2 separate regions of the Macaca mulatta genome follow, and region 1 is linked to region 2. The links are chromatin contacts, called in public Hi-C maps. All regions are on one chromosome and are shown on one strand. Each heading gives the region's core, a stretch centred on a gene start, on an enhancer-like site or on the middle of the called end of the contact. The rest is flanking DNA. Distances are from core to core; before and after follow the strand shown.

Region 1 (5,019 bases), core at 1,832-4,331, 63 kb after region 2:
ATAAATAAATAAATAAATAAATAAGCCAGGTGGCTACTCAGGAGGCTGAGGCAGGAGAATCACTTGAACCTGGGAGGCCGAGGTTGCAGTGAGCTGAGACTGTGCCACTGCACTCCAGCCTGGGCGACAAAGCTAGACTCTGTCTCAAAAAAAAAAAAAAAGGAAAAATAACTTACAAAATAAAGGAGTAGTGAGTATTACACTCAACCGTTAGCCTCATTCCAAATTCTCTTAGGGTGTTTATTGATGATATAGATGATAAATATACATACAGTTGTGATCAGTATCTATATACTTCTTCTTTTCTCTTAACCTTATTTTTCCACATGTACTTGTCACCTTGTTTCCTACATATGTTATTTTGAGTTTACCTATTTGTCATAGTTGGCAGCTACAAGGTATTCCATTTTAATTATCTATGTTTAGCCTTTTTTTTTTTCCCGACTCAACCTATTCTAATATTCACAGGAAGCACAATTTCTCTGTATCGGTCTCTAATAGGTCAACATGGACCATTTATTTCACTCCTGCTTCTTTTTTTTTTTTTTTTTTTTTTTTTTTTTTTTGAGACGGAGTCTCGCTCTGTCGCCCAGGCTGGAGTGCAGTGGCCGGATCTCAGCTCACTGCAAGCTCCGCCTCCCGGGTTCACGCCATTCTCCTGCCTCAGCCTCCCGAGTAGCTGGGACTACAGGCGCCTGCCACCTCGCCCGGCTAGTTTTTTGTATTTCTTAATAGAGACGGGGTTTCACCGTGCTAGCCAGGATGGTTTCGATCTCCTGACCTCGTGATCCGCCCGTCTCGGCCTCCCAAAGTGCTGGGATTACAGGCTTGAGCCACCGCTCCCGGCCCACTCCTGCTTCTTCCTCAAAGTTGCAACTCTACTATTTTCACCAGCTGTGTCAAAACAGGTTTCATGAAGTGACACGTTAAAATATGTGGGTCCTTTGAAGTAATTTTTTTTTTTTTTTTTTACCAAATTAAACAATGACTCTGTATGCCTTGTTTCATCTTCTGTTGTTCATCTGTACAGGGCCCTCTTCACTCTTTTATTTTTAAAATTCTATTTTTTCTTTCTTTTTTTTTCCTTCTTTTTTTTTTTTAGAGGGGGTCTTGCTCTGTCGCCCAGGCTGGAGTACAGTGGCATGATCTGGGCTCACTGCAACCTCTGCCTCCCAGGTTCAAGCGATTCTCCTGCCTCAGCCTCCTGAGTAGCTGGGATTACAGGCGTGCACCACCACGCCCGGCTAATTTTTGTATTTTTAGTAGAGACAGGGGTTTCACCATATCGGCCAAGCTGGTCTCCAGCTCCTGACCTCAGGTGATCTGCCTGCCTCTGCCTCCCAAAGTGCTGGAATTAAGAGGTGTGAGCCACCATGCCTGGCCCTAAAATTGTATTTTTAAAAAGACATGGTCTCTCGAACCCTTGAGCTCAAGGGATCCTATTGCCTCAGCCTCCCAAATAGCTGGGAGTACAGGTGTGCACCACCACACTCCGGCTCATCATTCTGTCATTATATTGCAGTTATTTCATGTGTCAGTGACTGAAAGTGAACATATGATAATCTTGTGAACACAGGGTTTCATGGTGGAAAGAAAACTACATTCTATACCTCATTCCTTCTTCAGTACAAGCGTCTGCAGGAAAAGGGGAAAAAAGAGGCGGGATCATCTATTATTCAACAAATTTCAACGTCACCCTGCCCATCTGGATCTAGTCTCCCTCATTAAATGCAAAGGATGCTGCCACCTGGCTCCTCTCCCTAGCAGTATTCACATCATCTAGGCTAGAGAATCCCTTCCCTTTGGCCTGTTTTGCACAAAACCGAGTAAACGTTTTCAAAGTATAAATACGCAAAATTATTTGCTATCTCTTTACTATTTACGATGCGCATATATGTTACTGAAAGTTTTGGAGCCTTGACGGATGAAGTATGGGATGCTGAGGATCGGGGAATGTATCTAAACTCTCAAGTTGTGTCCTATTCAAAAAACTCCCTTCTAAAAGTATTTTTACGGTATGTAGGGTTTTACAAGAACAAAATCTCTACTTAGTAACAGCGGATCCCCTTTTATTATCTTTGTGCCTACCTGGATGCACGGTTCCAGGATGTTCTCGTCACTAACCACAAGTCCACCAGAGGGCGATGGTTCCCCGTCTATCTACTGTTCTCCATCAGCGACTCAGAAAATCCAGGTTAAACACTCAGGCAGTCTTTCACATTTAATCCACAAATATTTACCAAGAATTTGCCGTGCCACCTGACTCGGGGCTAGGTTCACAAGATACAGTAGTGAGTTAGGCACGATTCCTACTACCAGAAGCTTAGAGCATAGGAAAGACTGAAAGTAAGCAACTGTCTACAATAGTGGGATAAGTGAAGAGTTTCCAGGTCTGTGGAGTTTGTTGTTGAAATATCAGCTCCAGGCCTTAGAAGCCGGCAGCAATTCATTAAGAGATCCCGGACTTGTTTCTGCTCTGTATCCCGGACAAGGAGTTCCGTCCCCAAGGTGTTTTGTTAGAGCCAGAGACCTCTCCTTGGTTGACTCCATTCGTCAGCCCCACAAGTCCCTGTCTCTGGTCTTTTTCACGGTTTCCGGCAGCTCTCTGACAGTTCCCCTTCTGCCCCAGGTCGACACTTAGGCCAAGGACCAGGGATTACTCACAACTATCCGCCAGAGCTGGCTCCGCCCTTTCTTTTTCCTGTTTAAAATCCGCGGGCTCTTAGTGTTCTCGGTTCGTAGAGTTCCTGTTCTGATTCTCGCGACAGTTGCGAGGCCACGCGTGAAGTTCCCTTCTAGTCCCTCTTTTGAATTTGAGACCAGGAGAGAGTGTCTGCCCTTGCCCCCCTCCTCAGAACCCCTCTCGCCAGGGATGGCGCCTACGTGGCTCGTGAGCCCCTGAATGAATGGGGTTGGCCCAACTCAGGGGCGCTCTCCGAAAGGAGAGTGCCGGTTGGATTCCAGGGCTCCAGTGCGCATGCGGAGTCGATCCCGCGCAGGCGGGCGGGCACCACAGCCAGGCCTTGTGGGCGGAGCCTGGCTAAGTGCCGCCCCCTCGCCGGCCGCCGATTTCTGTCCCCCGCCCCCAGCGAGCTGGACTGCGCCGCGGCTTCTCTGAGCCCCTTGGGGCCGTCCGGGGAGGGGCCTGCGCGACCCGGGTTTGGCGGGCGGGCCTCCAGGAATGCTCTCCTCCCCGCCCCCGGCACAAAGTGCCACGGTGGCAGTGGTGGCGGCCGCGCGGCCGAGTGCCTCCGGCCCTGCCAGCCTCGCAACCGTAACCTGTAATCCCGACCCGAGGGACGCCCGCCTGGGAGGCCCAGCCCGCCTCTCCCTGCGGCCGCTGGTTAGCTCCGACCCCGAATCACCCGGCTCACCCGCGGGTTGCAGCACCTGCCGGATGTGGGGAGGAAGGAGTAGGCCAGATGAGGGAAGGCAGATGTAGGCGCCCAGTCTGTCAGCGCCTCGGTGGGGGAGCTGGGTGGGCAAGCCTGCAGTCGCTCCCCGGAACCAGCCCTGGGCTGCGGGGAGGCGAAGTTGGTTGGTCCTGCCCTCCAGGGGCGCCCCGACATCGACGTAAAATGACTTGGCAGCAGAGCTCCTGCCGCTTCCCCCTTATGCAGCTGCCCTCGCCGACGCCAGAGACTGTAAAGGCAGATGGGACAGGGCCTAGCCGTTCAGCCAACACTTTGAGCTTCCCAGCCAAACTCCTACCCCCACTCCCCGCCTCTGGTCCTCACCCCCTTCCTCTCTCCTAGCCTCGGTGTCTGGTTACGGCTCCTCTGCTCGCACTGTGACTTTGGGCCAGGCTGGGGGAAATGACCCGGGAGGGTCCCGTGTGGCTACATAAAATTGGCAGCCTTAGAACCAGTGGGAAGGCGGGTGCGCTAAATCGAGGGGCGGAGAGAGGGGGCGGAGGAGCTGTTTTCTGAATCCGAGTCCGTGGGCTCTCTCAGAAGTCCTCAGGCCGGAGCAGAGGTGGCTGGCGGGCCCGGCTGACTGCGCCCCTGCTTTATTTCCATAACCTTTTCTTTCGGACTCGAATCACGGCTGCTGCGAAGGGCCTAGTCCCGGACACTAGGTGAGCACTCTGTGCCCCAGGCCATAAGCAAGGGGGCATCAGCTCCCGCTGTTTCCACCCCCCATTAACAGCTTCTTACTTCTGGAGCCGTCCATTCTCTTTGGGCAAGGATGCTCAGGGGCCAGGGATCGGAGTCGGATGGTGCACGGAAGTGGTGCTCGTGGTGGGTGTGCGTGCGCTTGATCCTTATCACCCCTTCCTCACCTTTCTTCCCTCCCAGCCACCCCCGAGAACAGCCCAACTGATTGCTAACTGCCATAACTGGATAATCCCTAGAGGGTCACTAGGCCTAATGTGTTGGGGGAGTCTACTTGGTAGCAGGGGAGGGGGCGATGCTAGCGTCATGCTTTGGTACAAGAAGCAGTGAGGTTGGTCTTTCGGCACAGGTCCCGTTTCTGACCTCCTGACCTGGCGTCCCTTCCTGGCAGGGTGCCACGAACGCGCTGATGCCCCGAGTGCTCGCAGGGCTTCCCGCTAACCATGCCGCCGCCGCCCGCAGCTGCCTTGGCGCTGTCTGTGCTCCTGCTACTGCTGATGGTGCGGACGCCGCTCCCGACCGGCGCAAGGCCGTCGTCAGGCCCAGATTACCTGCGGCGCGGCTGGCTGCGGCTGCTAGCGGAGGGCGAGGGCTGCGCTCCCTGCCGGCCAGAAGAGTGCGCCGCGCCGCGGGGTTGCCTGGCGGGCTGGGTGCGCGACGCGTGCGGCTGCTGCTGGGAATGCGCCAACCTCGAGGGCCAGCTCTGCGACCTGGACCCCAGTGCTCACTTCTACGGGCACTGCGGCGAGCAGCTTGAGTGCCGGCTGGACACAGGCGGCGACCTGAGCCGCGGAGAGGTGCCAGAACCGCTGTGTGCCTGTCGCTCGCAGAGCCCGCTCTGTGGGTCCGACGGTCACACCTACGCCCAGATCTGCCGCCTGCAGGAGGCGGCCCGCGCTCGGCC
Region 2 (5,173 bases), core at 383-2,882:
AGCCGTTGACTGGTCTAGGCTTCATCCAGAGTCTGTAACACTGAACAGCAGCCATGCCTTCCAGAGGCACAATACCAGATCAGTCCTACCTGTAAGGATGTGGGTTCCACGTTCCTGTCTCCCTAGAATGCCTGGTGGGTTCCCAGGAGATCCTTTAGGGGTTTCCAGTAGGGGACCTTTGTGAGGTCTCTGTGAACTGGGGATAGAGGGATACAGACTTGTCTGTTTGTCTTGCCCCACCCTTCTAGTAGACATCCCCACACAGCACAAACCAGAAGGATGAGGTGGAGGGGAAGCTAATACTCTCCCCAGCCCCACCCCCTGCACAAACACATTCTACTCCATACCTGCCTTAAACACCCACATCATGATCGGGCCCAGCCTGTTCAGATCCCTGGATTCTAGAAAGCAGTGGGGGGTCCCTAGGGCCTGTGCAGATTCCCTGGGATAGGACTGGTCTGCCTACACCCAACTGGATGTTAAGAATCTCCCTGACTCACAGGTTCAGTGGATTGGGAAGAAAAAAAAAAATTCAAAAACATTTCCCCGAGAACTCAGGAAAGGCCTGGCTAAGCCAGGTCCAGTTGGATCTACAGCCTTGTCCTCTAACTGATAGTGTATGTCACACTTGGCTATGAGGGGGCAGCTTTGGTCCTCCAGCAGCTTCCTCTCTGCTGTGGATGGGTTTAATAATAAACAGCTCGGCCGGGTGTGGTGGCTCACACCTGTAATCCCAGCACTTTTGGAGGCCGAGGTGGGTGGATCACGAGGTCAGGAGTTCGAGACCAGCCTGGCCAATATGGTGAAACCCCGTCTCTACTAAAAATACAAAAATTAGTGTATTTTGTATTTTTAGTGGCGTGGTGGCACATGCCTCTAGTCCCAGCTGCTCTGGAGGCTGAGGCAGGAGAATTACTTGAACCTTGGAAGCTGAAGTTGCAATGAGCCAAGATCGCGCCCGCTGCATTCCAGCCAGGGCGACACAGCGGGACTCCGTCTCAAAAAACAACAACTCACCGAGGTCTCCAGCAGCCCATATGGCCCAGATACCTAAAGACCTTCCCACATGCTGCCTTGAGTGCCATGGCGGGTGGGAGCCCCTGGGGCCTCCCTGCAATACAGGACAACTTCCTGTTTGTGCCTGTGGGTAGGATTTTATGAGTCTAAGAGAAGCCCAGTCATGCCCCGTGGGGGGTCAGAACCGGCAGGCCTGCTCACCTGGGCAGACACCTACTCTAGGGAGGGGGCTGTGCTGGTTCTGCTTGGGCAGCCCCACGCTGAGGTGTGTGCATGGTGGGGGCAGGTGGGAGCTGCTCTGGTGAAACTCGAGCCTCCTTTGTCTGATTCCCAGGGGTTTTCCCTATATTTGGGGATTGGGTCAAGAGTGGACCGGGTTGGGCTCCCAACGGAGCAGGGAGGGTGGCAGAGTCAAGTTCTATAGGGCAGCTTAGTTTAAGGCAGCCAGGTAGTCGAATTATCGGTCACGAGATGCTCGCCCCCTTCCCCACGTCAAAAACCAAATCCAGTAAACTGTGAAGGCGAAGGCCAGAGGGGCAGCCTCGGCCACCGTCGAGTCCCTGTGGGGCTGGGAACTGGGTAGGCTGTTGGTGGAGTGCGGGACAGACCCCTCCCCTCCCTGGGTGGGGGGCGCGGCCTGAGCCGCCCCGCCCCGCCCCACCAGGTCAGGCCAGGCGGGCGCCCGGAGCCGGGAGCCGGGAGCCCGGAGCCGGGAGCCGGGAGCCCGGAACCCGGAGCCCGGAGTTCGGAGCCCAGAGTTCGGAGCGGGCTAGGGAGGCGGCGTTGTCGCGGCAAGGAGGTGGGCGCGCTGGAGCAGGAGCGGGGCCAGAGCTGGAGCCGAGGCGCAGGTGGCGCTGGGTGAGTGGTGGGGCCGCGGAGGTGCAGGAACTCCTGCTTCCCGCACATCCCCGCTCCTGAACGAACTTTCCGCTTCTGGGGAAGCTAGGGGTGGAGTGAGGAGGGGGGTCCGCACTTGGTGGGTCGCCCGCGAAGAGTCCAAACAGGGAAGCGACACGAAAACGCACGCCGACGGGCCCCAAACACGCGTGCACAGACCCACGCCCGCACTTGGGACACGCGAACACACATGCAGTCGGAAAGGACGCGCCCAGTTTTCTACCCTTGCACTCCCAGGGACAGCGCCAATCAGCCCGCGCGGACCCACAGCGGGCAGGGCACTCTGCGGTCGCGCATTGGGTGCGGGAAAGGGGCAGCCCCGTGACCGCCGACGGGGGCGGGCCGGGTGGGACGCACCCAGAGGTTCCTGCTTCCTGGCCGCCCACAGGTGAAGACGAAGACGTAAACAGGCGCCGGGCACGTGACAGCTCCGCACACCAGTGGCCTGTGCCCCCAACCCCACCACGAGGCGCGTTTGCTTGGTTCCAGGCCGGACGGCGTTCCATTCTCCTCCTGGAGCCGGGATAAGCCCTCTCCCAGGAACCGGAGCACAGCGCCCCCTGGAGCCGGGGCGGAGCAGGAGGGCCGGGCTGCTGGGCAGGGCTGGGGTTAACCTGGGCTCCTGTACGTCCTTCCCCCAGCACATTCTTGGTATCTGCATCCCCGAAGGTTTCGGAGACAGGCCCTTGATGGCAGTGGACAGCTGCCCCCGCCTATTCCCGCCAGCCCAGAGAGCAGCTGCCTGAGCGCCTGCGGGTCCCCTTCCTACCCTCACCTCCACTCCTTGCCGGAGTAGGAGTCTCCTCCCCCGCAGAAAATGCATGAGTGTAAACGCCCCCTCAATACCAGAGTGGGCCTAGACCCCTAGAAAAAGGAGGACGAGCCCCTGCCCCCAGGGAATGAGGGAGTGGGCAGTAGCTCGATGCCTTCTTCCCGCCCCACCCCCTACCCCTACACACACGCTGAGCCCAGCTGCCGCCTGAGCTGGGCAGGCTGCCAGAAAGGGGAGGAGGTTCTCGGTGCCCCAGGAGGCAGGGATCAGGGCAAGGCCAGAGGAGGGGGCTCTGTTGGGGAGAGGGGCTCAGTCTGTTCTTGTGAGGCTGAGGGTCTGGGGTGAGTCTGAGGGTGGCTGGGCTGTGTTTCCCTTTCCAGGGAAAAAGAAAGAAAAACAACCCTGTCCATGGAGCTAAAAATAGAGCTGAGAGCCGGCCAGGGCTGTGGCCTGGAAGGGGGGGATGCTCCTTCCTGGGGCCCGGGCGAGCTCTGGCAGGCCTTGGCCCTGCGGGGGAGGGGGTGGTTAGGGGAGAAAGGCTGTCTTTGCCCAGGGATGCAGGCATCAGCTGACCTGACCGGGTCACCGAGACCCCTAGGGGAAAGGCTGTGCGGTAGAATATTTGCGAAGCATGGCTGTAAGAAGTTGTCTGTGTGAGTGACTGTGAATAGAGGCTGTCAATGCGTGAAAGATGGTTAGGAGACTAAGTGCATTTGAGACAGTGACTGGGTGCGAAGGACTGCGGATTGTTGTGGAAGCCTGTGCCCAACAGGCCTGTGACACCGTGTCTGTGTGTGAGTTGGACTGGAAGATTATGGAAAGAAGGAACGCGGACCCACGTGACAGCTGAGACTGCTTGTGGCTGCGTGGTGAGGCTGCATGTGGGAAAGGTCGCGTGGGTGTTAGGGAGACTGTATTGTGTGCGAGAAGGTGAGAATATTTGCGACCTTGAGAAAGTGGAATGTTGTCTGCCGTGCGGCTCCTGTAGGTTTGGGCTGTAGGCTTGGACCGGTTTGCCCCAGTGATTGTTGGGGAGCCAGGGGCCGCTTCTCTCCGAGAAATGACCTCTGTCTTAGCAAGCGGTCCCGAGGGGAGGCTGGGGAGCACGGGGCCGCGCCAGAGGCCGGCCTGGGTTCGCGGGGAAAAGGGCACCGTACCGGGGAGTGGGTCAGGGCCCGCGTGGTGGGGGGCGGCTGGGTGTGTTCTCCGAGGGGGCCGCCAGGTGGCGCCGCCTCTGCGAAGCCCAGGTTGCCGCCTCCAACCCGCCCCTGGTGAGGCAGGTGCGGACACAGCCTCGGCCTCCGACTCGCGCTAGGGCGCGGGGCCCCGGCACCGGAGAGTGGGGGACGGCCGGTCGTCGACCTCTCTCGCTTGGGACTCTGAGGCTGAGAGCGTGTCAAGGAAGCTTCGCTTGGAGAAGCGGAGGGGGAGGGGCGGCCGCCGCCGTGCCGTGGCCCTTTGTGCTGGAACAATGACCAGCTGCCGCTGGCCCCGGGGCCCCGGCTGGGGCGGAGGGTGACCACCGCCGCCGCCGCGTCGAGCCGAACCGAGCCGCCGGACACGCAGTCACAAGGCGTCGGAGGCAGGGCTCCCGACTGCCGCCGAGCAGCCCCTACGTGCGCCCCGGGCGATTCGCGTGACGCGGGTGCCTGCGCGTGTCCCTGCGCGTGTCCGCGTCCCGGGGCGGAGACGCCCCTCGGACCCTCCCCCGCGCGGCGCCGCCCACTCGCACTGGGCGGGGGCTGGCCAGGGCCGGGGGAGCCGCGGAGGCGGGGCCGGGCCGGGCGGCTCCGAGTGGCGGTACGCGGGCCGGGGCCGGAGCCGGAGCCGGGCGGCGCGCCTGTGGAGCGCTGGGGGCGGCCTAGGGCTGAGCATGGAGCAGCGCGGCGGAGGTGAGGGGGGGCCGGGTCTGGGAGGCGGCCTGGGGAGTCCCCAACTTCTGCGCGGTGGAGTCCAGCCGGGAGACAGCGTTCTCCAGACGCCCCCACTTTGTGGAAGGGGGCCTGGGTTCTGGAGGATGGATCGGGGGCTCCCGGCTTCCCGCCGCCGAATGGGAACTCGTGATCGCAGACTTGACCCCGCTTGACTGGTCCTTGGAGTTTGGGTGGCAGGGAGACTTTCCCCAACTCCAGATCCTTCGCCGGCCCTGAACCAGCTCCAGCCCTCAGCTCCCCTCAGCCCGCTAAAAGGGGGGTGCTCCTGGGCCAGAGTGATTGCTCAGGGAGTGCTGGGGAGAATGAGGGGTTCCCATCTCCCACAGCCACAAACGCATTTCTCAAAATGGAGCCTCCACTTGCCCCTCCTTCTCTCCAAGAGCGGGAGCCGGGCTGGCTGGGCCTGGCTTTCCAGACTCCTGGCTCTGGCTCCCTGGGCGTGTGGCTCTCAGGGCCCAGCTCTGTGGCACTTTGGACTTAGGGGCCCTCGGCTCCGTGGGGTTGGGGGCCCTGGCTCACTGGGTACGCCTGACTGTCTCCTTGTCGGCCTGAC

The links. Hi-C and Micro-C count contacts between places; a contact is called where the count stands out from the background.
Region 1: a contact with region 2 is called in a Hi-C map of fetal cortex germinal zone, with 2.5 times the contacts expected there. The contact joins the promoter of KAZALD1 here to the promoter of LZTS2 in region 2. A contact is called at or near these places in 4 of 14 Hi-C or Micro-C datasets (cortical neurons, fetal cortex germinal zone, fetal cortical plate and 1 more).

Annotation. Positions count from the first base shown.
Region 1 is chr9:113,120,940-113,125,958 of T2T-MMU8v2.0, forward strand. KAZALD1 (Kazal type serine peptidase inhibitor domain 1) reads left to right here and starts at 3,082. Exons shown (of 6, transcript XM_077947355.1): 1 at 3,082-3,760; 2 at 3,916-4,078; 3 at 4,507-5,019. The coding sequence starts at 4,559. It overlaps LOC144331267 (a long non-coding RNA gene), which reads right to left and starts at 2,980. Exons shown (of 2, transcript XR_013398302.1): 1 at 2,089-2,980.
Region 2 is chr9:113,058,946-113,064,118 of T2T-MMU8v2.0, forward strand. It overlaps LZTS2 (leucine zipper tumor suppressor 2), which reads left to right and starts at 1,633. Exons shown (of 5, transcript XM_001109817.3): 1 at 1,633-1,875. LOC144331270 (a long non-coding RNA gene) reads right to left here and starts at 2,456. Exons shown (of 3, transcript XR_013398308.1): 1 at 2,272-2,456; 2 at 90-196.